7 separate regions of the Mus musculus genome follow, and all the other regions are linked to region 1. The links are chromatin contacts, called in public HiCAR-type, HiChIP or PLAC-seq and promoter capture Hi-C maps. All regions are on one chromosome and are shown on one strand. Each heading gives the region's core, a stretch centred on a gene start, on an enhancer-like site or on the middle of the called end of the contact. The rest is flanking DNA. Distances are from core to core; before and after follow the strand shown. Region 1 holds the start of Ap5z1 (adaptor-related protein complex 5, zeta 1 subunit). Region 2 holds the start of Chst12 (carbohydrate sulfotransferase 12). Region 3 holds the start of Lfng (LFNG O-fucosylpeptide 3-beta-N-acetylglucosaminyltransferase). Region 4 holds the start of Ttyh3 (tweety family member 3). Region 5 holds the start of 2900089D17Rik (a long non-coding RNA gene). Region 6 holds the start of Amz1 (archaelysin family metallopeptidase 1). Region 7 overlaps Gna12 (guanine nucleotide binding protein, alpha 12).

Region 1 (3,403 bases), core at 639-3,138:
ATAGCCCAGACTCAAACTCTTGATCCCCTTTCCTTATCTTCCCAAGGTGTTTGCCTGGCTCCCCCCACCCCCAGGGCCTTACATAATAAGGAAGTACTCTCAACTTCAAAGGCAGCACTCACACGTGTTGAAAGCCGCTTCCCTGAGCCTTGGGAGAAGAGCAATGCAAAGCTTCCACACTGAAGAGCAAAGACTCCCGGCTGTAAGACTGTAAGAAAGCCTGAGATGTCGCTGGCCTAACACAAACACTCTAGGACTGAGCCGGGCTTCAGTGTGGAAATGTGTTTCCTTGCTTCTATTCCAAGCTTAAAAGGAAGGAAAAGAGGTGGAAGGGGTGCCTGCCTACATGCATGCTGGGTTCCTTCCCAGCACCACAAAATAAAGGGCCATGATGAAGGAATTGCCCAGCGTGGTGGTGGCGCACGCCTTTAATCCCAGCACTTGGGAGGCAGAGGCAGGTGGATCTCTGTGAGTCTGAGGCCAGCTTGGTCTACAGAGTGAGTTTCAGGGGCCACACAGTAAAACTCTGTCTCAGCCATCTCTAAATAAATAAATAAATGGATCAGTTGTCTGTGGGCGCTGAGGAAGAGAGCCCCCAACTTCCTAAATCATGGCTGACAGTCCCACTATGGTGTCCTGACAGGGCTGATGGTTTGCAAACTGCCCCCATTTTGAGCCTGTCTGTCAGGTACTTGAACTTGGTTCTGCACTGTCTCTGCAGGTACCACATGTCCCAGGCCGAGGAAGGTCTCCAGTAGCTTTCCTACCACCCTCGCCTGCTTTGTTTCCTGCATCCTCCACCCAGAGTCTTATTGAGGCACCTAGAGAACAGGCTGGGTGAGCAAAAGGAGATACAAATGGCCCAGGGTTGTACCCAACTGGGGCAGTGATAAACCACAGATGCTATGAGACAGGATAGCGTTATTTTTGTGTTGGCATGAAAAGGTTACTGCTTAAAAATGAAAAGTACCCACCCAGTACTGAAGGCAAAGGAGGGCTGTGGGCCCATGGGGAGACTGTGTGGCTGGGTCACCAACCATTTTCCTAATAGATCTTAAGAAAACTGTCTTTGTTTTTTAATTTATTACATTTATTTATGTACATGTTGGGGTGCTCGAGTGGAGATCCAAAGACAACTTGCTGGAGTTGATTTTCTTCTTCCTCCCCGAGCCCCGGGGGTCGAATCGAGAGAGTCAGGCTTGGTGGCAAGGTCATTTACCTATTAAGTCCCTCTGTCTTCGGAGTACTGTCTTGTTCGTAGACTCCAGACTTTTAACTCTTTCAGGCTCTGGGAGATCCCAGAGATCTTAACCATTCTAAACTTTCCCCACGAGTGGCCCAGCTCAGAGTCCAGATTTGTCCCTTTGCATTTTCAGTTTACCAAATGCATCAGGTCTGGGCTTCGGGTAGTCGTTTCCTTCGCTGAATCACGTACCACCAAGTCTTGGGCTGGCTATTTGGGAAAGAACCTAGACTCTCAGTGCAGGGTCAGCACTAGCATGGACCCAGACACGATGAGGAGGATCCCTTAGCTGAGTTGTGCGCCTCACATTCCACGCAGGTCGCCCTGAGCCCCGGACCCGGCGCCACACGGAGACCCGAACCGTGCAGCGGGACCACCGCCTCCCCGCTCCTCCCCGGCTTCGTCTCACGCCCCGTGGCCCCAGCCCCAGATCGGCAGACCTGGCCTGGTGCAGCAGACTTTCCGCGCCCGCCGAGAACATGCCGACACGGCTCCAAGCCCACCAGTGCCCGAAACGTTGCCGCGGACTTCCGGGATCGTGTCACATGACGTGTCATGTGACCGGACTGTGTCTGCCCTCTTTCGCCCCACCTCTTACCCCCGCCACCACCCTCCCGCGTCCTGGCTGGATCACGTGGGAGAATCTGGAGCGCTAGCTGACGGCTTCCGGTGCCACACCACGTGGGAGGGCCATCCCTCCCACTCCCCCGCGCAAAAGACAGACCAGCTTCCGGTCCTGCGGCAGGTGGGCGGGGCGGGGCGGAGGCCTTGGCCAAAATATTGCAGTACAGAAGCCAGTTCCCGCCTAGCTCCTGGGCTTCTCTCCACGTCAGTCAGCAGCCAGGGAGTCATGGAACCGTGGTCCTTGGAACCCAGAACTCCTGGCTCCGAAACAGTTTCCTTTGATCCCGGAACTGCCAGTGGTAGACTCTAGACCTGGAGAGACTAGGCAGGCACATAGTTTAGCAGTAGGGTGACTAGATTTACCCCAGTGAGAGGCTGGGGGCGCGACTTGGTGGCAGAGAAAGAACATCCTTAGCAAAAGCTGTATGGCAGACACGTTTTATAAATTCTGTCAGGCTCTTTGCTGCAGAAATACCCAATGTCTTGCTAGTCTTGGGTTTTAAGATGAGGCCCTGGCACTATTCACCTATTTGGGTTGGGAGATGGGTGCCTATTGCACACACAGAAAAAGGAAACTGGTAGTAGACTGAGGAGCTGTCACAGTGGGAAAGACACTTGGACCCGTGTCTTTCTGGCTCTTGCCAATCAATACCTAGTGCTCATGGCCTAGTAATAAGCAAGGCTTCAGGGAGAAACGGGCAGAAGTAGAAACGGCTCAGCTGGTAAAAGTGAACATGAGTACCTGAGTTCCATCCCTGGGTGGCCATATAAAAATAAAACCCACACTTGCAGTCCCAGCACTGAGGAAGTGGAGATCGGAGTATCCCTAAGGGTTGCTGGCCGGCCCTAGCTTACTTGGCAAGTCCCAGGCCAACGAGAGATTCTGTCTCAGAGAAGAGGTAGGGCAAGAAAGAAGACTCAGAACCTGAAAGTGATTGACACACAGGCCTGACAGGCTGAGTTTGGGTCCTCAGAAGCTACATAAAACCTGAGCCCAGTAGTGTAAGGATTTGTAATCCCAGCACACCTACAGGAGATGGAGGAGGCAGGAGACTCTCCTGAGGCTGGAGGATAAGCCGCCCTGGCTTATGAGATGGTAAAGAGAATCTGTCTCAGACAAGGTGTAAGTAGCCATGAGGGTGGGCACCTGAAGGCTGTCCTCTGATCTGCTCACGTCTCCTGTGGCCAGTGTACATATGCCTATGCCTCTGCATGTGAACACACACCCCACTTGAGGAACAGCAGCTGAGGTTGTCCTCTGCCTCCACACAAATACACACACAGGTGCAGTCACACCCAAAAACATGTACACAGAAAAAAGGGACAAGTGGGTTGTTTCTCACCTGGCTGAGTGTCAGGATGAATGCCAGGGGCTCTGAGGCAGCCGCCATGGGGTGGTGGCTTGAGTGAGAATGGCTCCCATGGGCTCATATACTTGAATGTTTTGACCCCAGTTGGTGGAACTGTTTGGGAAGGGTTAGGGGGTGTGGCCTGCAGTCAAGTGCCCAAAGCATCCCCCATTAGCTCAACTCTGTC
Region 2 (3,403 bases), core at 637-3,136, 2.0 Mb after region 1:
AAGCAGAAATCCGTCCTCCCAGAGCTGGGAGAATGGCCGAGTCGGTACAGTGCTTGCCACGCAAGCACACGGACCTCAGTCCAGATCCCCAGAACCAATTAAGTGCTGTGTGCCTGAAACCCTAGGCCAGCCAGCCTTGCCAATTGGTGAGCTCTAGGCCAGTCTGTTTAAGAGCAAGGACATGGCATTCCTGAGGACGACACCCAACGTTATTCTCTGACCTCCAATGCACCTGCATACACACATGGACATGCACACAACTCCTTGCCCGCCCCTCCAGAAACTAGTCTTTCCCCCACAGGCCCCACCCCTCATGAGCACAGCAACTCAACGTCTCCTGAATTAGCTGCTTCCAGTCTTCAATGCTAAGGGTTTCTTTTGTTTGGTTTCTTTGAGACAGGGTTTTATGTAGCCCAGGCTAGACTTCAACTGTAGACCCTCCTGCCTTCACCTCTTGGGGATTACAGGTACGTGCCACCTTTCCTGGCATTCTCTTTGCATACCGCAAACGTCTTTCATACACTTGGCACTCAAGTGGCCCTGAACCAGGACGACCTGAGCTACCCAGGGCCCATGGTTCCCAGCATTCCACCCAATATGGTGGTTTGCCCTTACAGCAGGAAACTGAAGATGCAGACCCACGAAAGCGACATGACAATACGGGTACAAGCAAGCTCAGCCCCAGATCCTAGCAAGGAAATTAAACATGAAGGTACAGGCAGGCCCTTTTGTAATTTTTGTGTTGTTTTGTTTTAAGTCTGAGTCTTACCCTGTAGCCCAGGCTGGCCTGAACCTCACTATGCGGCCCAGGCTGCCCTCAAACTCACAGCAATCTTCTTGCCTAAGCTCACAAGAACTGGCACCACGCTCCACCTTAGGCAACTCGCTCCACCTTAGGCAACTCGCGAAGTTGCAGTATCATACCCAGCACATAGCAGTTTCCCAACAATCTTTTTTCTCTCCTTCACACCCGGAAACAGGGCCCTAACTCATGTTACCTAGGCTGGAGCCACACGGTGCTGTCCCAGCAATGGAAGGCTCACAGCCCCGTTCTCCCCCGAGGGTGACATTCCCACTCAATTCCGGGGCTCCCAGCGCAGCGTGGGATTATAAAATAAATAATTTAAGAAGGGTGCAAACATTACAGCTCTCTGTGCGACAGCTAGGCGGATGTGCGGAAGGAACCCAAGGTCTGCCAGCGATGTCTTCGTGGCCAGAAGCCCAAAGAGAAGATAGGTCCTACTGTTAGCCACTAATGCGCGGCTTCCTGTGGCCCACCAGGCATGAGGCTGCTGCTGGGGGCACCCGCAGCAATGCACAGGGCAGGAGGATGCTCAGTAGACTGGGGTGAGATGTGGGGCCAGTGCTTGCTCGGTACAAAACCTGGCTTCGGAGACAGCCTCCTGCAAGGTCTGGCCGGGACACTGCAGCACAACAGTCTCTGAACAATTGCTTTCTCGCCTGGACACCCAAACAGCCAGAGGCAAAACTGGGAAGGTGTTTTCCCAACCTCCGAGCCAGCCGCTACTACTGCAAAGGAGGTCGGCCAAGTGGCCACACCTTCCTCCACGCATTCTGCAGGGCTGCACAAGAAGATGGCTCAGAGAAGGTGCACGCTTGGCTAAGGTTACACAGCCAGCTGGACAGAACTGGGATTCGAACCCGGGACCACGTGGGAGCTGCCTAAGCCAGGCAGAAGGAGGTACCAATCTGCATCGCCAAACCATGGACCATCGCCCCACCCTAGGACTCGGGACTCCTACGCACCCCTCGCTCTGCTCGAGCCTGCGCTCCTCACCTAGCGCCCGCCACAGTCACCGCCGCTGCTGCTGTTGCTGGTGATGCTGATTCTGCAGCCGAAATCGCCTCCTCCCGCTAGCAGCCCCGCCCGAGGCGCGGCTCCGCCCCCAGGCAGACCTCCCTCCATCCTCTCGCGAGAGCTAACGAGCGGGACTACGCCCGTTCTGGATGCGCTTGCGCACTTCTCCCCGTTCCTGCCCTCGCCAGCCAGTGCCATGTGGCACCTTATTTACGGCCAGAGATTGGTCCCACCCACCATCCCTGAGCGTCCCGCCCCTTTTGCAGCAACCAATCCGGAGTGGGGGCGTGGCTGATCTCAAGGGGCGTTGCCTGTCTCGCAGTTTGAACTTGCAACGTGGGCTGTGCAAGCTGACAATCCTGTCAGAGTTTATGGGGCTTAAGAGAGACCATGCAGGTAAAGCTCTTAGTGAGAGCCAGGCATGGTGCAAGCTGTCACCGCAGCTACTTGGCAGGGGGGAGGGAGGAACGGGAGGGGCTGAGGCAGTAGGATAGGAAGTTCCAGGTTAGCCGTACTTAATGAGAGCCTGTCTCAAAAACAAACAAACAAACAAACAAACAAGGTATGGGGAGAGGATTCAGTGGGTAAATGAGGTGCTCGCCTCACAAAGGTGAGAAACTGTGGTCAGATCCACAGAACCTGTGAACAGCCCATGCTCGTGAGCCAGGCTCCGTGGTGCTTGCCTGTATGGCAAGACCGGGAGGCAGAGAGAGAGTCTGGAGCTTGCTGGCTCCCTAGCCCTCTCTATATGGTGAAGTTTCAGACAAAAGAGAAGCTCTGTCTCAAACAGAAGTTGGAAGGTGCCTGAGGTTGTCCTCTGAGTCCCACATATCACACATGAGGTGCACACATGCACCTGCAAAAGAAAGCTAGCGTGGTGACGCACACTTAACATCCCAGCACTGAGCTGCCTTCCCAAAGCAGGGGACTGGTTCCGAGCCAACGGGCTCTCCCAGTGCCTAGGGTTAGAAGCCTCTTTCTGTAGCAGTATGACACAGAATGGCAGAGGACAGAACCTAGGAAGATTTATTATATTCTGGTGGCAGATGATCCCATCTTACTAACTAGGATTCAAAACCTACAGCTGAGTCCCCTGGGTTGCCATGTGTGCGTGTGACCTGCTCAGGCTGCTCTAACTGTAACACAGACCCAGCCTCAACTATGGACAGCTCTTTTCCTAGGGTTCTGCAGGCCAGATGCCAGGAGTTGAGGTAGCAAGCAGGCTGGTTCTTGCAGAGAGCCCTGCAGGAGCATCTTCCAGCCCTTCTCTTTACCTCCCTTTTGCGTACTTCAGCCCAGATTTCCATTTTCATAAGGGCACAGCCAGACAAGATCAGGACTATCCCATGACCTCATTTCATTACCATTCTCCTGGCTCAGTCTCCAAATAAGGTCATCTCTAAGGCACTAGGAGCTAGAGCACCAACATCTCTTTCCTTTTGGGGCTGGAAGATAGAACACAATTCAATCTATAACTGTAAGTTCGAGGGCTCAGGTGTGGTTCAGGGGGGGTAGAATGCTTGCTCTGCCCTGGGCTCCATCTCTATCAATGTATAAACAAGGCATGATGCCACACATCTGCAA
Region 3 (3,403 bases), core at 306-2,805, 1.9 Mb after region 1:
CGCCAGCCAACGGTTCCCATGGAGCGCATAGCTGTACACAAGAGGCCGACGCCTTTCTCGGCTGGAGAAAGGGGCTTTGTTGCCTTGCCCAAGGGGCCGGCGTGAGAGCAGCCTAGCGCTGGGAATCCTAACGGCACCACAGCCAAACAAAACCCATGGCCCCCCGCTGCCCCCTCCCGAAGGCCTGCTGAGCCCCTGGGAAAGGGACGCCTCATTCTCAGGAGGCTACGGTGGGGTTCTCAGGGCCCCTCTTTGACCAAGACTAGATAGGAGCCTGTCCTCTTAACCTCCACTGTCCTAAAGCGAAGTCTCACTGGGGCTGGGTCAGGAAGGAAAGTGAGTCTTAGTCTTCACACCAAATATCTACCCCCACCCCTACACACACACACACACACACACACACACACACACACACACACACACACACACGCAGTGCACTCTGCTCTCCCGCCCCAACGGTCCTGTTGTAGCCTCCAGGGAGATTTTCAAAGTGGGGTGTGTCTTTTTATTATGTGTATGAAGTTGGTCTAACAGGAGGTGGGGGAGCTGAGCTACTGAAGTCAGGGTTCTGAGCAAGTCTGGAGAACTAGCACCCATTTCTTTCACTTTGCCTGGTCCAGGGGTGTGCTATGCCTTTTCCTCCCTCCCTTTCAAGGGGGCGTACCTTCCACCCAGGAAGAAGGAAGGGGAGTGAAGGGGACCCAGGATGGAACTGAGCCAATTTGCTCGAAAAAGTTTAGGAACAAATATGGCCATTCACTCCAGTGTTTAGGAGAAGCGTTACAGAGCCAGCCCTAAGCTGGAGGCGACTCATCCAGACACAGAGCATGTGGCTGGGGTGACCCTGGGCAACACGGAAGGAAGCTTCCAGGGTAGTAAGGCAAAGTGAACCCCAGCAGCCACACGGGGCTGTAATGGGATTTATCAGTGTCATCGTTTCCCAGATAGACCCAAAGCAATTAACGCATCGGGAACCGCTATCGTCAGTCACCAGTTGGACCAGAGGGTGATCCCCACTTCATCCCCCTGCCCAGGCCGCGCTGGGTCTCACCATCTCCTTGTGGCGCGAGATCCAGGTCTCGAACAGCAGATCGAGCCGCGCGCGGTGAAACTTTCTGGTGGTCTTGACGGCGATGAAGACGTCGCGAGGGGACAGAACTTCGGCGGGGGGACGCGGATGGCCGTCGCCCTGGCGAGAAGCGACCCCGGGCGGTGGATCCGCGTCTCTGCGCGCGCGGGTGAGTAGACTGAAGTACTCGGAGAGGCTATGCACCTCGCGGGTGAGGACTCCGGGATCCACAGCCGCCCTGGACCCTGAAGCCGGAGCTCCTCCAGAGGAGCCCGCCAGGCTACGCAGCGCGCGCCGTCCGCGCTCAGCGGGCATCGGAGTCGGTGGCGGGTCGGCCGTGAGCACCAGGAGACAAGCCAACAGCGCGCCCACCAGCGCCAGCAGCAGGCGCCGGCCGCACCGCTGGAGCATGGTGGCCGGCGGCCGCACGTAATATCTATCCCAGTGCCAACTGGTCCGGCTGCCCGAGGCTCCCGGTCCAGCTGCGCGCCTCTCGCTTCAGGAACTCTTAAACCTCCCCTGCCCGCCACGCCTCCACGCGCTAATTGGCTGCTAGCCTTGGGGCGTAACCTTTAGGGAGATCTCTCCTTCCCACGTGGGATACGGACAAGGGGCTGGGAACCACCCAGCTGGGGTACCCACGGCACCCGCCCCCTTTGTGCACGAGCCTGTCCCGCCTGCGCCGAGTCACCCTCCGGAGCTGCTCTGGGAGACACCCAGCCTGACCAACGCCCGCCACGGCTGCACGTGGAGGACGCGCCCCCGAAGCTGGGACCTGGGTGATAGGGCCAGTGCTCCTCCGCGGGCGACATCCTTGGCTTCTCGCTGTGCATTTCCTGTCCCCGAGCGGGTTTCCTTCCCTGGGGAACGGTGCTGACTGAGCCAAAGTGGTAGCCTGCAGTGTGTCCTGAGCGATTAATTTTGAGCTGCCCTTACTGATACTTATGTCTTAGGAGTGGACCTGAAGTTCAGGCAAAAGGGTATCAGTGACAAAATTCTACGTCCCTCCGTCGGTCCATCCTTCCCTCCTCCCCCAGGCAGGCCTGTCTTGGCATCATGTTCCTAAATGGGGAGGGTTGGTCCCCAAAAACCTCAGGCACCCCGTAGCGAGGAGACACTCAAGCAGCCTCTTTCCTCGAAGGATGAAAGGCTACCTTCTGTTCCATTTGGTTCCTCCGCACTCCTACCAGATGTGACCCAGCTGTGCGCCATCCCAGACCCGCCTCCCCGGCACACGGCCCCCTTCCCACGGGCGGGGGCCTTGCCTGCGCCTAGCACGAGCGGGGGCGGCAGGAATGTGCGCCTAATGGTAGGGTGAGAGGCTACGGGTCCGGAAATGGCCAAGGGTCCCCTGGAGTGGGAGCAGGGTCCGAGCCCGAGCCTGCTGCATCTTCCGGGAGCGCAGCTGGGGGCGGCTCTCCGCCTGGCTGCCCCTGGGTCTGGTTGGCTTCAGTTTCCGCGTCCCCCTTCAAAGGAAGTCTGAGCCCACCCTGCCACCACGGATAAACTGCTGTTCCTTCTGTCGCCGACTCCCTAGCGTTTATATTTTAGACCGGAGTATCATTTCTAATTATTTCTCTACTACACTCTTCTTAATGTCCGTCCCTCTCTTGGAGGTTAAAAGAAGGCATCAGGCTGGATCAGGTAAAGACTTACTGCAGGGGCTGGCCAGATGGTTCAGTGGGCAAACGCAACTGTCACCTAGGCAGATTTGAGTTTATTTCCCAGGACCCACATGGTCAGAAAGAACCAACAATATGTTGCCCTCTGACCTCCACACGTGCAACTTGGCCTGAGCAACACACATTTATACACACGCACGCACGCACGCACATACACATACGCACACCTGCTTTCAACAAAATTCTTTTCAAAATGAAGACAGACATGATAGCCCATGTAGCAGGCTTGGACGATTGCTGAACATTTAAAGGCAGCCTGAGTTACAGAGTGAATATCGGGTCAGCCCCTGCTGCCGTGTAAAAGAGCGCCTGAAATGTACCTCATCTGGCAAAGTTGGTAAAGTGTTTGCCTAGCATGTATGACGCCTCGGTTCATCTCTGCACCAAATATTCCTTGGCAAATAGTGAGTTTGAGTCCAGCCTGAGCTACATGAGACCCTATCACAAATATAAAATAAAATGACTTTGAATTGATGTGTAGCCAGGCTCTCCCCACCCCACCCCACCCCCCAGCCTCCCACCCCACCCAGGAGTGGATCTCTGGTCCATTTGCTCTGAGGGCCCTGTGGGACACTGCAACCCCTCTGTGGTGGGAGGGAGTGGGATATGGTGGTTCCCAGGCTTCTTCCTGACCCCTCCCCCCAGGTAATTA
Region 4 (3,403 bases), core at 614-3,113, 1.8 Mb after region 1:
CCCTTCCTCCTCCACCTCCCTTTTTAGATAAGGTCTTAAAGCTTAGCCCAGGCTGACTTCAGATTTGCAATGTGATGTACCAGGCTTCAAACTTGTGATCAGCTGCCCAGGTGTGTGACTTCATACCTGGCTTTTGCACATCTTTTGGGGGTATGAAATTTGTCCATCATAGTGAGTATGTAATGCACAGGTATTGTAGCCTGATCAGAAGAAAATCTCCATTTTGGTGAGACTTCTGGTGATGGGAGAGGTAACTCCCAGATCTCACATCTATGTGTATGAACCTTGGACATCAGTTACTGTTGTTGGGACTAAGCAAGGATGCAGGGCTCTCTATGGGAGGTGCTGAAGCAGAGGCCAGAAACTTTCCCAGCCTGTGATGACCGTCTCTGATGTTACTGTTCATCTTTGGACTCCTAAAGGCAGAGCTGGGGGCAGAGCTACTCTCGGCTCTACAGGAAATCTAGCCAGGTGCGGGCATCTCACCTGCTGCACTGACTCTGTCTGGCAAGTGCTCATTTGACACTAGGAGGAAAGCTCGGCCTGGGGGTGGGGCGAGGGGGAACAGCCATTGCTGTGTGGCCCTGGAGTAAGAAGCCTAAGAACTTCTTACCTATCGCTGCAGGCTGATTCCCAGCTAGGTAGCTTCCTCCAGCCATCCAGAACATTGAAACCCACAGCTCTGTAAAGGGCCCCTGCCCTCGGGCCAGAGTGCAAGGAAGGAGATGCCTCAGGCAGTTGCATGAACTGAAAGACAGGTCTGTCAGGAAGCCACTGTCCAGCTGAGGAGTGAGGCTACCTAGCCGATGGAGAAGCTGCATGTGTCTAGTTTCTAAGAACATAAGGCCCCAGGGTTGTGAGTGCACAGAGCCAAGTGGATATGTTCGCTCCACCCGGGGAGAAGCAAGAACTGCCCCCCTGCCCCCATGACCTTTCTATAGGCTGTGTCCTGACCAGTAGCCTAGTTTCCAAGATGGGATACAGGGAACTTTCTTTACATCTTCCTTTTGCATCTTTAGAATGATGCAAGCAAGTGAGGTGCGGCGGTTCAGGCCTGTTATCCCAGTACCTGGGAGGCTGAAGCAAGAGGACTGCCAAGTTTGAGGCTAGGCTGAGCAATTTACAGAGATCCCGCGACAGAAAAAGTAAAACAGGGGATTGGGGATTTAGGTCGGTGGTAGAGTGCCTGGCTTGCATGCGTAAGGCCCTGGTTCCATAACTGAAATTAAAGCAGGTGGGTATTCAATCTATCTGCCCATTATCGCCTTACACGCGGCTTTATGGCTTATGCGCCAGGCTTTGTTCTGAGCACTTCACACTCGGTTTATCTCCGCAACGCCTTTTCTCAGACTACAACACTGATACCGAGAGGCTAAGTCATTCGCCCAAGAGCACACAGCTGCAGCTCCCGAATGCAGATCATGTCCATCCTAGAGACAGGTCACTGGTTCCCTGGCAGGTCCTTATGAGGGCTGCGTGGAAACCGGATCAAACCAGAGAGCAAAGGCATGGGTCGGAGAGGATGCTACACGTGAGCTTTGGATTCCAGCCTTCGTGGTCTACAGGGAAGAAATGGCTGAAGAGGTTGAGGGTCCTGCCTAAACCGAGAGGTGTAGGCAAAAAGACCAATGGTAACGCAGGGGGCAGGGCCTATGGGAGAAATGCCAATGGCAGTCCGGAGGCAGAGACTGCCCTGGTATGGGCGGGGTCTGCGTGGTGCCGACCAATAGCATTGTGTGGGGCGGGGCCGAATGTCCGGGAGGGCGGTTGGGGTGGGGCCTGAGGGCGGTGGGCCTATGGCGGTGTGGGGGTGGAGCCTGAAGGCGAGCGGGCGGGTGCGCGGAGGGGGCGGCGGCAGCGGCGGTGAACAAAGAGGCGGCGGGCGCGGGCGGCCGAGCGGAGCCGAGCGCAGCCGAGCCGGGCCGAGCCGGGCCGAGCCGGGCCGGGCCAGGGCCCCTGGAAGCGGGCACGATGAGGGCAGCTGAGCAGGGGTCGGCGGGTCCCTGAGCCCCGTGCATCCGGCAGCGAGGGAAGCCCGGCGCAGCGCCCGTGGCCGCCCGCCCGCCATGGCCGGGGTCAGCTACGCGGCGCCCTGGTGGGTGAGCCTCCTGCACCGGCTGCCGCACTTCGACCTGCGGTGGGAGGCCACCAGCAGCCAATTCCGGCCCGAGGACGCCGACTACCAGCAGGTGACGCGCGCCCCCGGGTGCGGGGTCAGGGGCCCCGGGTCATGGCCCCTCCCAAGGAGCTGGAGCTTCCCCATCCCCTTTCATTCTAGGAGTCGCCTCCCGTTCACTGATAACCTTTCCAGGGATTAATGTCGAACACCCCCTGGAAGGTGTTCAGCCCCTCTGTGTCACCAGGGCCTCCGATCCGGATTGACGGAGCTGCCTCCCTCCCCTGATAGACCCTCTTCTGATCCTATGGGTTCCTGGTAGGCCCGTCTTCATCCTTTGGGCAGTCAGCTTCTCCCCAGCAGAGCCCCCGCTAGCCAAGGCTGGATCCCTGGGTTCAGGCAGGAGGGTATTCCTCGTTCTCTTTCCCCAGCTAGGGAATCCCTTTGCCAGACTGTTGGTGGGTGAGGAGCCTGGGCCATCGCCAGCCTTCTGTGGCTGCTAATGACCCCTTGCTTCACGGTCAGGCTGTGGGATGTACACAGGGTGTCGTGTGGTTGTGGGAAACCAGGGTGCCAGCAGTCTCTCTACCCAGGGTGGAAAATGAGGCCTGGCTGAAGTGGGGTGAGTGGGCCTCCGTCTGGGCTGGGGGCCATGGGGCACTTGGCAGCCCTCTCCCTGCGAAGCCCTAAGTCTGGCGTCCTGCCAAGTCCCAGCACCACCCCCACTACTGAACCACTGTCATTTGAGTGCAGAGCAGGGGGACTAGGGCTGTGGGCTTTTCCTTCCTGCTCCAGATTCCAGAAAAAAAAGAATGATCAGCCCACTTGGTCACTAAGCACCTCACAGTTTCTCTCCGGCGGCTCCTGGGACAGACAGTAGCCTGGGAATCAAGTACTCCTGGGGCTGTGCCAAATATCTCTGCCGCCATCCTCATCTTACTGAAGTTGAGGGTGAGAGAACACAGGACTGTCCCTGCTCCCACTCTCTGCCTACCTGACCCCAGCTCCAGTAGCTGATGGTGTTCCTGAGCAGATTAGAACAGGTGTGAGGGGTAGAGCAAAACCTGAGTCCTGAAAGACAGCAAGGAGATGCACCCGGGACCCAGGACCTCACCTGGGGATTTTGTGGGGAAGACCAGGCCCGGGTGAGGTGGAGGGACACGTGTGGTTTTCTTACTGTGTGATGGTATTGTTATGCTCTTTCTTGAAAGAACTCTATGAGCTATTCTTGGAAAGTTGCCTTCCTAGGGTTTGCCTGATGGTCAGTTTTGATGGTCCACTGGCACA
Region 5 (3,403 bases), core at 604-3,103, 1.8 Mb before region 1:
TGCTGCTCTCCTGGAGAGGGAGCCCCCCCACCCCCCAACATCCTGCATGCCTGCTTTTGTACTGATCAGCCTTGAAAAGCCAGGGGCTAGCAGCAGAGGGCACTGTGAACACACCTGCAGGGATCCAGGTGTGCATAACAGCCTGGGGGGGTGGGGGGGGTGAAGAGTGGTCACTACTTCAAGGATCAGGTACCCTCAAACCTGTCCTCGGAGGACCCAGGTTCCTTAATACTGGACGCCTCCATCCACAGGCTGCAACACAAGAGCCCAAGACCTTCCTGTGAGGGCAGTGGCACAGCCTGACCTTGTCCCAGATTCTACAGGACTGAAGAGCCCATGAGCAGAAGCCACAAGCCTACAAAACAACTCACTTCCCAGGGAAAGTCTCAGAGAAAGTGTTCTCCACCAGCAGCAGTCCAGACTGCAGTGGGACACTCCACAGTCTAGGATTTTGACTGCCTTGGCCCCAGACTATAGCAGCCATACTGCCCTGCTGTCCGTCCCCCCACACCCCAACCCCCAAGTTCAGGGGTCTGGTCCAAGAAGAGCCTCATGGGAACACTCCTGTCCACTGGGGGAGAGGAAAAAAAACAGAAACAAACCCAGCTGACTGTGGTAGGGCCAGGATCTGGTTGCTGGAACAAGCAGACATGAAATCCTAGTGAGCCCCCTGCACTGCTATGCCTCTCCCCACCTTCCTGCCTGCTTGCCACCTACCCCTATGAGACCTCTCCTTAAATCTGAGAGTTCAGCTAATATTTGTCCCATCCTCAGGGCTCTGAGAATTCCCATGCAGGGACTAGCCTCAAGGCCACACAGGAAGTCTCCCACCTCCATACAACTAACCCCCTTCTGTTCCCAGTGGCTCTCTCTCTGCACAGGAGACCCTATACTAATCCCCTTGGCTCAACAAGCTAGGACCACCTCCCAGTCTATGCTCCCTCTTTGGTGTGCCTCAAGCCCTCAGGTGGAAAGCTTGCAGAGAGAGAGGCGGCCAGCAAGACCAAGCTATCAGAGAGCCACCCCATCTACAGCTAGAGGAAGCAGCTGAGTCCCACTCCTCTCCCCTGCACCAGCTCCAAAAGCCAAGTCACTTGGGTCCCTGAAGGAGGACTCTAACTAACTGGCCTTCAGCCTTCTTCCCCCAAGCACATGATCAACCGAGGGTCCAGTGTCTTCCACCCTCAGTCATCTCTTGTGAGGCCACTCGCAAGTTTCCAAAATCATTAACTTCCTTATGGCTCCACTCTGCGCCTCTGACACACACTTTTGAAACGAAAGCTAAGTCCAAACAAGGGTTTCTTAATTCCATCTCAGAGACTTGGAACTTCCCCCTGCCAGACAAAGGCTGAAACCCTGCCCTGCACGAGCTGTACCTGGCCCATCCCCGGGTGAGTGGCCAAGTCCAACTTGGAAGCCGAATCCTCAAAGCCTGCCTAGAATGAGCCTGGCTGCATCTCTCACCTTCCATAAAGTCCCCACAAAGTTTCTGTCAGCTCCAGTTTGAGGGTAAAACAGCCACAACAACAAAACCACTCCAGCCCGGAACAAAGAAGCACGGGGTTTCCTCCTGGGCCAGCTAGTGGCCAGGAGTTGTTAAGCCCTGGTCGTCATTCTGCACCCTCACAGCCTTTGCTCTCTGCTGGCCACTTGGATCTCCTAAGTCCTTTGGCATACTGGCCTGCGGACTCAAGTCCCAATATCTCCTTAGTACTGGACACACTTGCGGAAACTGGAGGAAAAAAACCTAACAAAACAAACCCTGATTCGCTGCGGATCTCCAGTACTAGGGAGGAAAGACCATCAGTCTCCATTGTTAACATTCCTGCGTCCCACGCACTCCGGGTGCCATGCCTCCCAAATGCACTCAACTCCCCACAGAAAAGGGAACCCATCCTTCTGCCGCATAAAGTAAATTCAGAGCCAGGGGTGAGTGACCCCACCTTCTCCCACTGCAGTCCCTCCCCTGCGGGACTTCCCTCTGAGACAGGAGCCGGGCTGTGACCCCACCCCATCCCACCCCCGCTGGCCTTTTGCAAGATTCCGGCACGTGCGTTCTCCGCCGCCACCCCCCACCCCCAGGCTAGAGACTTACCTGCAGACCGGGCAGCCTCCGACCACGACGATGGAGTTGGCAGGATACCGGGTGACCGTTCGACTGTGGATGTTATAGACCCGGGGGTGGCTGGTGGGGATCCCTGTGGGAGCGGAGTGCTGATCAGCCCCGGGCGACTCGGCCCTCCTCCTCTCCTCCCTCCCTCCCCCTTAGCCCCCGTCCTCCCCGCCTCCAACGGGGCTGAGCGCGCCTGCGGGTGGGCTCTAGAAGCCAAGTGTGAACCCTCCGACACTAAGTTCACGGCCACCGGGGCAGGGCCTGGCCGGGCAGGGCGCTCCGGGTAGCAGCTGCCCCCCCGGCAGGCCCGCGCCGGGGACAGCGCGGTGCTTGGCCCGGAGGCCGTTCGGGGACCCCGAAGAGCTGCGGGCCCACCTGTGACGAGGTAGGGGTAGGGCGGCGGCGGGGGCGCGGTGGGGATGGCCCCGTAGCCGTGCGGGCCGCACGCGTAGTCGCCCTGGCCGGCCTCCAGGTTGTAGGCGGGCGGGCGCTCCTGCAACAGGGGCTTGTGGTCCATCGCGGCCCCCGGGGCCGCGCGCCCGCCAGCTCCGGCCCGGCTCGCTTCCTTCGGCCCGGCGGGGATGGCGGCGGTAGCGGCGACGGCGGTGTCCCGGGCAGCTCGGCCCAGTGAGGCGCGCGCCGGGCGGGGCGGGCGCGCCAAGGGTTCCCCGCCCTCCCGCCGGTCACAAGATCGGGGTCACGTGGGCGGGGCGGGGCGGGGCTGTGGGCGGGGTTTGGGCGAGGGCGTCTTAAAGACGCCTCAGCGGCTGCCGCTGGCGGGGTGTTGTCCTCGTTCAGTCCCGCCCCACAATGGATCTTGGACTTCCAGAGAAGTTCTGACTCCCGGCCACGGCCGGAGACCCAACAAGATCCTGGCCTCCTTTAGCTTTTGCTTTTTTTCTAAAAATAATAATAATAATGTTTGTTACAATTATTTGGGGGGAGGGTGTGTTTATATGAGTGGGCACGCATTTGGAAGCCAGAGAATAAATAACTTTCGAGAGTGGGTTCCTGCTTTCCACCATATGGGTCCTGAGATAGATTGGTTGACAGATTCTGCAGCAGGCGCCTCCACCGTTTTTCTGTGTTTGTTTGTTTGTTTTGGACCTAGGCTCATGTAGCCCAAGCTGGCCTGGAACTCTTAACCCTCTCACCTTTACCTCCTAAACTATGGACTTCGTTGCCCCTCCACGCCCAAATCCTCCCCTTGCCCAACCCAGCACCCGGGTCACCACCCACAGGGAGGGACCAGGCGAGCCCCTCCCAATCACTGCCCACACATCCTTGGGT
Region 6 (3,403 bases), core at 571-3,070, 1.7 Mb after region 1:
TTTTATGTGCTTAGGGGTGGGGAGAGAGCCCACCTGTTGTTTCCTAGCTAGAAATCGTCCATCGAAGGCAGGCACAGAGGAGGGGTTGAGACATGATCCTCATGCCACCACATGCCCAGCGACATCAGTCCCTGTCACAGTTCCCCTCGATTTAGAACTGCCTGAAAATGTCCCCAAAGTCCTTGCACTGAGACACCAACAACTTAAAAAGGCAAAGTCATCTCAGGGTGCCCAGAGTAGGCTGCAGAAAGAGGGGTGTCCCACGCACCAGCCCCCTCATTCATTGCACCTTATCTTACCTCCTCCTGGCAGGGAGGGGAGGTGCTGGCTGACAAGGGGCTTCAGAGTCTTAGCTGTGCCCTGTCATGGAGAAAGCCTTTTTAAATCCTTTTGTAGGTGGGAAGCGTCACCCAGGGGAGACACAGAGTATAGTAGGAGTGGGTGCTAGCGGGAGAAGGAACCCCCAGAAGACAGGGTTGTCCTGGACAGGCTTGTAAGGAACCAAGGCGCAGCCTGGCAGCAACAGACCCCTGCAGTGGCATCCAGGTAGCCCCCAGTGTGGGAAGACACCTGAGAGGGGGATCTGAGCAAGACCCCCAAATGGAGGTTTGTTCCTCGTGTCCACCACATGCCCAGTGACATCTGTCTCTGTCACCTTGGCAGTCCATGCACCCTAAGGGGGGGGGCAGGATGAGGCACAGGCATTCCCTTCAGGAGAGCATGGGCCTGGGAGCCAGGGAACAGCCCACCCTGGGGCTTCTGGTGGCTCTAGGCACCTGGAGGGTGGGGTCACCAAAGTATCTTCATCCCCCACATAGATAAAAGAGCTGGGGTGGGGGGCTACAAGGATAGAGAACAAGTAGCACATGGAGAGCATGGTACTGTCCTCAGATCCTGGGGACAAGACCCTGGGGACCCAAACTTCTCTTTATATGCTCTCACACTGCAGAAGTTGCATGCCTCCCAGACACTCCTCTACCCTACCCACAGGCTTGCACTCACTTTGAAACATCTGGTCAACCTCCATATATATATATATTTTTTTCTCCCGACTGCCCAGCACAGCTGGCTCCACCTGACCTCTCTCCGTTCAAGCCCAGTCCTCCTGCACAGCAAGATCCTCAGGTGTCCCTTAGTCTCACGAGAAAGCCCCATCTTGTCCCTGGAGCATCAAAGCTTCCTAGCCACCTGGCTCTGTCTGTCCCAGCCGTTTGTCCTCTCACCCCATGTGCCACCTCTGTGGGTGCCTTTTCTGGCACCCCCATTCTAGGAAGATGGCCTTTTAAAATTTGAGTGCAAGCCAACCTTATTCATCCCTACTGGCTGTCTCTCCTCTTTTCCAGTCTTTCTTCATCACTCCCAGACTCCAGGCTGTACCTAGATAACTGCTCTTCTCCCCTTCACCTGCCTGACTCCCAGTAGCTGCCGCCTCCCAGAAGCCCTCCAGTCATGCACTCCTTCTGACGGATAATTACCTGAGCCGTGGCTGTCTTTGGCTAGGAGGTCCACTTCGAGGGTGGGGACAGCAACTGCAGGGCACCTTGGTCTGGTCCTTCACCTAGTGACACCCAGCCTGTAGTGCACACATCCCCATCAGTCCTCTATTTCCCATCACTGTGCGCACCCAGCAGCCATCACACCCAGAGCGCATGCATACGGCCACAGTTCACCCTGTTGACACACATGCACATGTATGCACACACAAGAGCACACACTCCCAGACCACCTCTGACACACATCACACAAACACTTATGTGCCTACCCAAGCCCTCACTTACCGCACACATGCCACACACCGCCAGGCACGCTCGTGTCACTTCAACGGGTGCCGCCAGGAGCTGGGTAGTGTGAGCGGCTGCTGGCCGCCTCTGCCTGCCAGCCTTTGCCAAGCAGTTTCCATGGCGACACATCTTGGCTCTGACAGGAACTGATGTGTGTGGGGAAGAGGGTCCCACAGAGGGGGCGAGATGGGAGGTCTCTGTGTCCTCCGCCTCTGGCACAAACAGGGGAGTGTCCCACGAGTGGCCTAGGCTTACACCTCATGAAGGGGGTTCTAGGCTGCCTGGCACAGGAGCAGACTTAGGTCATTCAGTCATTCAACAAACCTCCTGGCATAATCACTCCGTGCTGATGATGGCTGGGGCTACAGTGTTGTCTATAATGTAGGTTTACGGAGGATGAGGTCTGGGGCTGACTCAGTTTCCCCAAATCCCCTCAGAAGGCCCTGTCCTAGGGAGGTCAGCTAACAGTCTTCTGAGAATCAAGGCCCTCCATCCATCTTCTTTGAGACTTGAGACCAGGAGGGGATGCTGGGTACCCCTTAGACGACCACTCGCTCAGCACCCTGCTCATCTCCTCTCCCTGACTCCACGCATCCTGCACTGTTCCTTGCCTGGCTCCTATCAGAAGTCTTTTCTCACCCTTCTGCCCAGGCCTCTCTCCTGGCTCATTTTGGACAATAAAAGATGACAGATCTATGGTTCTGTCTGTAAAGTGATTTCCACATAGGCATGAGGACTCAAATCCAGACCTCGTAGCACCTACATAAAAGGCAGATGCAGGAGTACGCCCTTATAATTCCAGAGCCGGGGAAGCAGGGGCGGAGAAATCCCTGGGGCTTACAAGCCAGCCAACCTAGCCTGGGAGCTCCAGGTTCAGTTGAGAGCCTGTCTCAAAAGATAGTGTGGAGAAACAGGAGAGAGGCTGAGGGTCCACTGCTCCTCCAGAAGATCTAAATACACGTGGTGCACGCACACACATGGACACTGATTTATAAACTAAAGAGACGAACGGTTACACAGGGAGGAATATTTGCAGAATGAGGTTGGTCAGTGGGAAGCCCGGGGCAAGGTGGGAGGCAAAGTCACTGAACGTCACTGACTCTGGGGACTCTAGGCTGATGATGCTACATTGTAATGTGGATTGAATGGAGTCTAGCTTGTCCCCCTCCACCCCCCAAAGGCTAGGGTGCTGTAAGCTTGGTCCCCATGTGATCCCAGTACAGAGTCCAACAGAGCTCACTGATGGTCAGTCTAACCAACCCGGTGAAAACAGAGTTGAATGAGAAAGACCTTGTCTCAAAAGCCAAGGTGGGGAAGCTCGATCGGTGGTTAAGGGGACCGGCTGCTCTTCCCAACAACGTATCAGGAGGATCACAACCACCTGGGTCCCCCAGTTCCGTGGGATCCAGCACTGTCTTTTGGCTTCTGTGGGCACTCACCCAAAGGTGCAAGAGGAAGGAGAAGAAAGAGAGAAAGATACCTGATGTCAACCTACAGCCTACACACACACACACACACACACACACACACACACACACATACACAGGGTTGGGGTGAGGGGTGGAGGGACTGGAGCAGATGGTGCAAATCTGGCCTTTTGAGCATGCTCCTGAATGAACCTG
Region 7 (3,403 bases), core at 290-2,789, 1.7 Mb after region 1:
TTGAAAAGTACACATTGAACTGACAAAATGGCTCAGTAGGTAAAGGTGCCACTCAGGCCCTAGAGCCAACTCCTGATGGTTGTTTATCGTTCTCTCTCTCAATCTCTCTCTCTCTCTCTCTCTCTCTCTCTCTCTCTCTCTCTCTCTCTCTCGCACGCGCACACACACACACACACACACACACACACACACGTTAAGAAAGCCAGACATTGTGACACACACCTTTAATCCAGCTTTCAGGAGGAAAGAGATCTCTGAATTCAAAGTCAGCCTGGTCTACATAGTGAATTAAAGAAGCCAGAGCTATATGGTGAGACACTGTCTCAAAAAAACAACAACAAAAAAGAGTCTCTAAAGTGTTTTAAAGGGGTAAAGACGTGTGACTTTATGCAGTAACCAGGACCTCTGAGGCTCGAGGCACTGCTGGGGCTGAGAGCACTGGGAGTATGACATTCTCTTTTATAGCTCATAGTTCCTTACCTCTAAATACTCCTTCCCATGGCTGGATAACTACAGCCACACTGTAGCAACTGAGAGCCACAGATGCCTTTCCTCAGGTAGTATAGCACGTAGGAGCAGTCCAAGTCCAGGTGTCATCTGTGCCCTCATCTAGGTGTGTGACTGACATTGCCATGTTCTTTTAGCTGCCAGGAAAAAGACCTTTCTCAGCTGTTCCTCGGTACCCAACACCCTTGAGGAAGGCCTCCAAAGCCCTTGTGCACACCACTGTGCTGTCTCACCAACTCTGAGTCACTACTGCACTGAGTAGGGACTCTCCTTCCTCCTGCTGATGCTACCACCTAAGCTAGCGAACAGAAATGTCTAACAATCGTCAGCCTTGAAAACATACACACTGCTGCCAACCATGAGACACCCTGGTCAGAGGAGGGGACAGTGTTCCTGAGGATGACACCCAAGACTGTCGTTCAGCCTTTGCCTTCATGCACACTCAAACACACACACACACACACACAACTCTCTCACGCACCTAAAACCCCATATAAGGACTCTTCCTTCCTTCTGCTTATGCTACTGTCTGAGTAGAACTAACAGGGAATGGCCTAGGCTGTGAGCTGTCACCACTGCCCAGCCTGCTGGGATGACATGGTGGAGCCACTGTGATCCAGCAGCTTCCTGCCTTTGTGTTGAGGGAGGAGACGGGACCAGGAGAGGGGAAAGTCAGCACAGGGGCTTGACCCACTTGGTCTCTTGAAACGCTGTCCTTGCAAGCCAGGTGGGACAGCTCTGTGAGGAGCACAGGTCGCCTAGAGAGGTGAGAACTCGTTTCTGAGCCTTAGGTGCCTCTTTCCACCTCAGAGCTTGACTGCCAACCACCAGGGCTGCCTTGCTGCTTATTGTGGGGGCTGATACAGGGAAACTTGAGTGCTGCTGTCCCTAGAACAGAATCCTCTCCTTTGAATCATCCCTGTGACCTTCCCTCCACTGCAGGAAGGAAGTGACTGTTCACCTCTTCCTCTGGGCCATCTGGGACAAGGGACAGAGAAACAGACAAACAAGAGCTGGGCTCTGTGTGTACATCTGCTGTCTCAGCACAGAGAAGGCTGAGGCAAGAGGATCACGAGTTGAGGCTAGCCTAGGCTGCATCATAAGACCTATCTCAGAGGTTTTAAAACTAGAACAACAAAAAATAAACCACACTTAGAGGCTGATGGCCCCTGTTCTCAACCTTTTGTCAGAAAGTCACAAGCTATAATGGGTGCCCTGTCATGGCCTGAAGACCCACTTGTGATATGGCCTGGGTGGCAGTGTATTTGCCTCACAAGCATGCAGACCTGAGTTTGAGCCCCAGAACCCACATAGGAAACCATGTGGTGGCACATGTTTGTAATCCCAGCATCTGTAGGCAAAGACAGGAGAAACTCTGGGGTGCCTTGCCAGTTAGCCTAGTTGATTATCTCTAGACCACTGAGGAGCCAAGTGTCAGAGAATGGCTCCCAAGACTGTCTTTTGTGGGCCCCCACACACACACAGAGAAAGGGGACATGCAGGCATGTGCATGCATGTACAACATACACGCATCAGATAAAAGAAAATTTTTTGTTTCAGTGCCATCTTGTTGCACGTGTGTATGACCTTGCTTTTTTACACTTCTGTGAGACTGTACAAAGTGAAGGCACCTGTCAGAGTAAGGCTCTTGTGGAATTTAGAGAGCTACACGCTTTGGGATTCATGGAGGAATTGTTTTCCAGCCTTCAGCTTGCTTTCCCCTACCCCTTTCCCTTCCTCCATTTATTTTGTGTGTGCATGCACATAGGAACATGCATGCTATGACAAACATGTAGAGTTAGAAGACAACCTTGTGGAGTCAGTTCTCAGTTTCTGCCTACATAGGACTCAGGTATCAAACTCAGGTTGTCAGCCTTTGCAGCAAGTGTGCTTACCACTGGGCCATCTGGCCAGCCTAGCCTTTGATTTCTAACGGAAGCTTCGTGTGCTGTTTTCATCGCACTCCTTTCATCACACTCCGTGTTGCTCCCTCTCTCTAGGTTGTTGGTGACCTAGAAGCCGGTCTCCTCTCCGGCCCTGTGAGTGCCACTGCATTCAGTTACCCAGCATGCCTAGAGGGCAGGGCCATGAGTGCTGCACACAGGGATGGGCACTGGCCCTTCAGTGGCTCAGTTTGTGTCCAGCAGGAGACTCATCTCCAGAGTCTCCTCATTCTGTGTCATGAATCATACAGAGGCTTCTAGAAGCTAGATTGCCCGTCTTTCCTTGTCCCCTCTCCTCAGGACTTAGTGTCTTTACAGACAGCACCTGAAGCCCTTGGGCCATGTGTGTCAGAGGCAAAACTGTGCCCCAGTCAGGATTTTACTTCTCGCCCCAGCCCTTGCTGCTGGTGTGGCCTGGAGACAGGATCCACCATCTGCTCCAGAGAGCTGCAGGAAGGAAGCACATGAAGAAGACTTTAGCTCTGGGCTACAGTGTGGCCATGATGGCCTTGGGCTTTGCTTGTTCTAAGTCAGGGTCTTTCCTATCTCAGGCCAGCCTCACACTGGCACTGCAGCTAAGAGAGCCCTGGAACTCCTGATCCTCCTGCCTCCCCTTCTCAGGTGATAGGATTGCAGGTGTGCACACCAGCCAATTTGTGTAGTGCTCTGTGGGCCTCAGCCTGCATCCTCAACAAACACTCTAGCAACTGAGCCGCAGCTCCAGCCTCAAACCGGTTGGTTGGTTTGTCTGTTTCTCTTCCTTTTTTTTAAGTTGTGGAGTTTGGGAGTTATTTTTGCTTGATTGTTTTGTTTCTCTGAAACAGGGTGTTGCTCTATAAGCCTACCTAGATTGGTATTCACTCTGTAGCTCAAGTTGGCCCAGAACTTGTGATAATCCTCCTGTCTTAGCTTCCCAAGAGCTGGGATTATAGATGTGTATCACCGCACCTGGG

The links. Promoter capture Hi-C pulls out the DNA fragments that hold promoters and counts their contacts. HiCAR-type assays count read pairs that join an accessible place to other places. HiChIP or PLAC-seq counts read pairs in DNA pulled down with a chosen protein or histone mark.
Region 2: a promoter capture Hi-C map of liver shows a contact between it and region 1, with 5 times the contacts expected there. The contact joins the promoter of Chst12 here to the promoter of Ap5z1 in region 1. A contact is called at or near these places in 2 of 39 promoter capture datasets (liver and pre-B cells), 1 of 484 Hi-C or Micro-C datasets (B cells) and 2 of 115 datasets of contacts at active chromatin or transcription factors (astrocytes and large pre-B cells).
Region 3: a HiCAR-type map of astrocytes shows a contact between it and region 1, with 3 times the contacts expected there. The contact joins the promoter of Lfng here to the promoter of Ap5z1 in region 1. A contact is called at or near these places in 2 of 39 promoter capture datasets (the 3T3-L1 cell line and pre-B cells), 5 of 115 datasets of contacts at active chromatin or transcription factors (astrocytes, bone marrow-derived dendritic cells, embryonic forebrain and 2 more) and 1 of 9 other capture datasets (liver).
Region 4: a contact with region 1 is called in a promoter capture Hi-C map of pre-B cells, with 8 times the contacts expected there. The contact joins the promoter of Ttyh3 here to the promoter of Ap5z1 in region 1. A contact is called at or near these places in 4 of 39 promoter capture datasets (the 3T3-L1 cell line, hippocampal neurons, liver and 1 more), 1 of 484 Hi-C or Micro-C datasets (embryonic stem cells), 6 of 115 datasets of contacts at active chromatin or transcription factors (astrocytes, embryonic forebrain, forebrain and 3 more) and 1 of 9 other capture datasets (embryonic stem cells).
Region 5: an H3K27ac HiChIP or PLAC-seq map of bone marrow-derived dendritic cells shows a contact between it and region 1, with 8 times the contacts expected there. The contact joins the promoter of 2900089D17Rik here to the promoter of Ap5z1 in region 1. A contact is called at or near these places in 1 of 484 Hi-C or Micro-C datasets (CD8 T cells), 1 of 115 datasets of contacts at active chromatin or transcription factors (bone marrow-derived dendritic cells) and 2 of 9 other capture datasets (adipose tissue and liver).
Region 6: a contact with region 1 is called in an H3K4me3 HiChIP or PLAC-seq map of embryonic stem cells, with 6 read pairs. The contact joins the promoter of Amz1 here to the promoter of Ap5z1 in region 1. A contact is called at or near these places in 10 of 39 promoter capture datasets (the 3T3-L1 cell line, cranial neural crest, embryonic stem cells and 5 more), 4 of 115 datasets of contacts at active chromatin or transcription factors (the 230-238 cell line, embryonic stem cells, pro-B cells and 1 more) and 1 of 9 other capture datasets (liver).
Region 7: an H3K4me3 HiChIP or PLAC-seq map of pro-B cells shows a contact between it and region 1, with 9 times the contacts expected there. The contact joins the enhancer-like site here to the promoter of Ap5z1 in region 1. A contact is called at or near these places in 2 of 484 Hi-C or Micro-C datasets (muscle stem cells and ventral hippocampal neurons), 6 of 115 datasets of contacts at active chromatin or transcription factors (the 230-238 cell line, astrocytes, embryonic stem cells and 3 more) and 1 of 9 other capture datasets (liver).

What each region holds. Positions count from the first base shown.
Region 1 is chr5:142,462,416-142,465,818 of GRCm38.p6, reverse strand. It overlaps Ap5z1 (adaptor-related protein complex 5, zeta 1 subunit), which reads right to left and starts at 1,888. Exons shown (of 17, transcript NM_172725.2): 1 at 1,684-1,888. The coding sequence starts at 1,724.
Region 2 is chr5:140,504,092-140,507,494 of GRCm38.p6, reverse strand. Chst12 (carbohydrate sulfotransferase 12) reads right to left here and starts at 1,886. Exons shown (of 2, transcript NM_021528.3): 1 at 1,799-1,886. The region is part of intron 4 of Gm38728 (a long non-coding RNA gene); the gene reads left to right.
Region 3 is chr5:140,605,493-140,608,895 of GRCm38.p6, reverse strand. Lfng (LFNG O-fucosylpeptide 3-beta-N-acetylglucosaminyltransferase) reads right to left here and starts at 1,555. Exons shown (of 8, transcript NM_008494.3): 1 at 1,052-1,555. The coding sequence starts at 1,480.
Region 4 is chr5:140,647,491-140,650,893 of GRCm38.p6, reverse strand. It overlaps Ttyh3 (tweety family member 3), which reads left to right and starts at 1,863. Exons shown (of 14, transcript NM_175274.5): 1 at 1,863-2,189. The coding sequence starts at 2,067.
Region 5 is chr5:144,254,605-144,258,007 of GRCm38.p6, reverse strand. 2900089D17Rik (a long non-coding RNA gene) reads left to right here and starts at 1,853. Exons shown (of 3, transcript XR_868683.3): 1 at 1,853-1,929. Bri3 (brain protein I3) reads right to left here and starts at 2,783. Exons shown (of 3, transcript NM_018772.4): 1 at 2,489-2,783; 2 at 2,096-2,198. The coding sequence starts at 2,630.
Region 6 is chr5:140,722,544-140,725,946 of GRCm38.p6, reverse strand. It overlaps Amz1 (archaelysin family metallopeptidase 1), which reads right to left and starts at 1,820. Exons shown (of 8, transcript NM_173405.2): 1 at 1,779-1,820; 2 at 1,476-1,573.
Region 7 is chr5:140,763,142-140,766,544 of GRCm38.p6, reverse strand. The region is part of intron 2 of Gna12 (guanine nucleotide binding protein, alpha 12); the gene reads left to right. Among named protein-coding and RNA genes, the nearest start is that of Gm30745, 15 kb to the right of the region's middle. Within about 2 kb of position 1,539, at least 79 of the 459 cell types and tissues checked have an H3K27ac peak or open chromatin away from gene starts, as enhancers often do. A contact at or near this core is called in the 230-238 cell line, liver and pro-B cells, where this site is marked.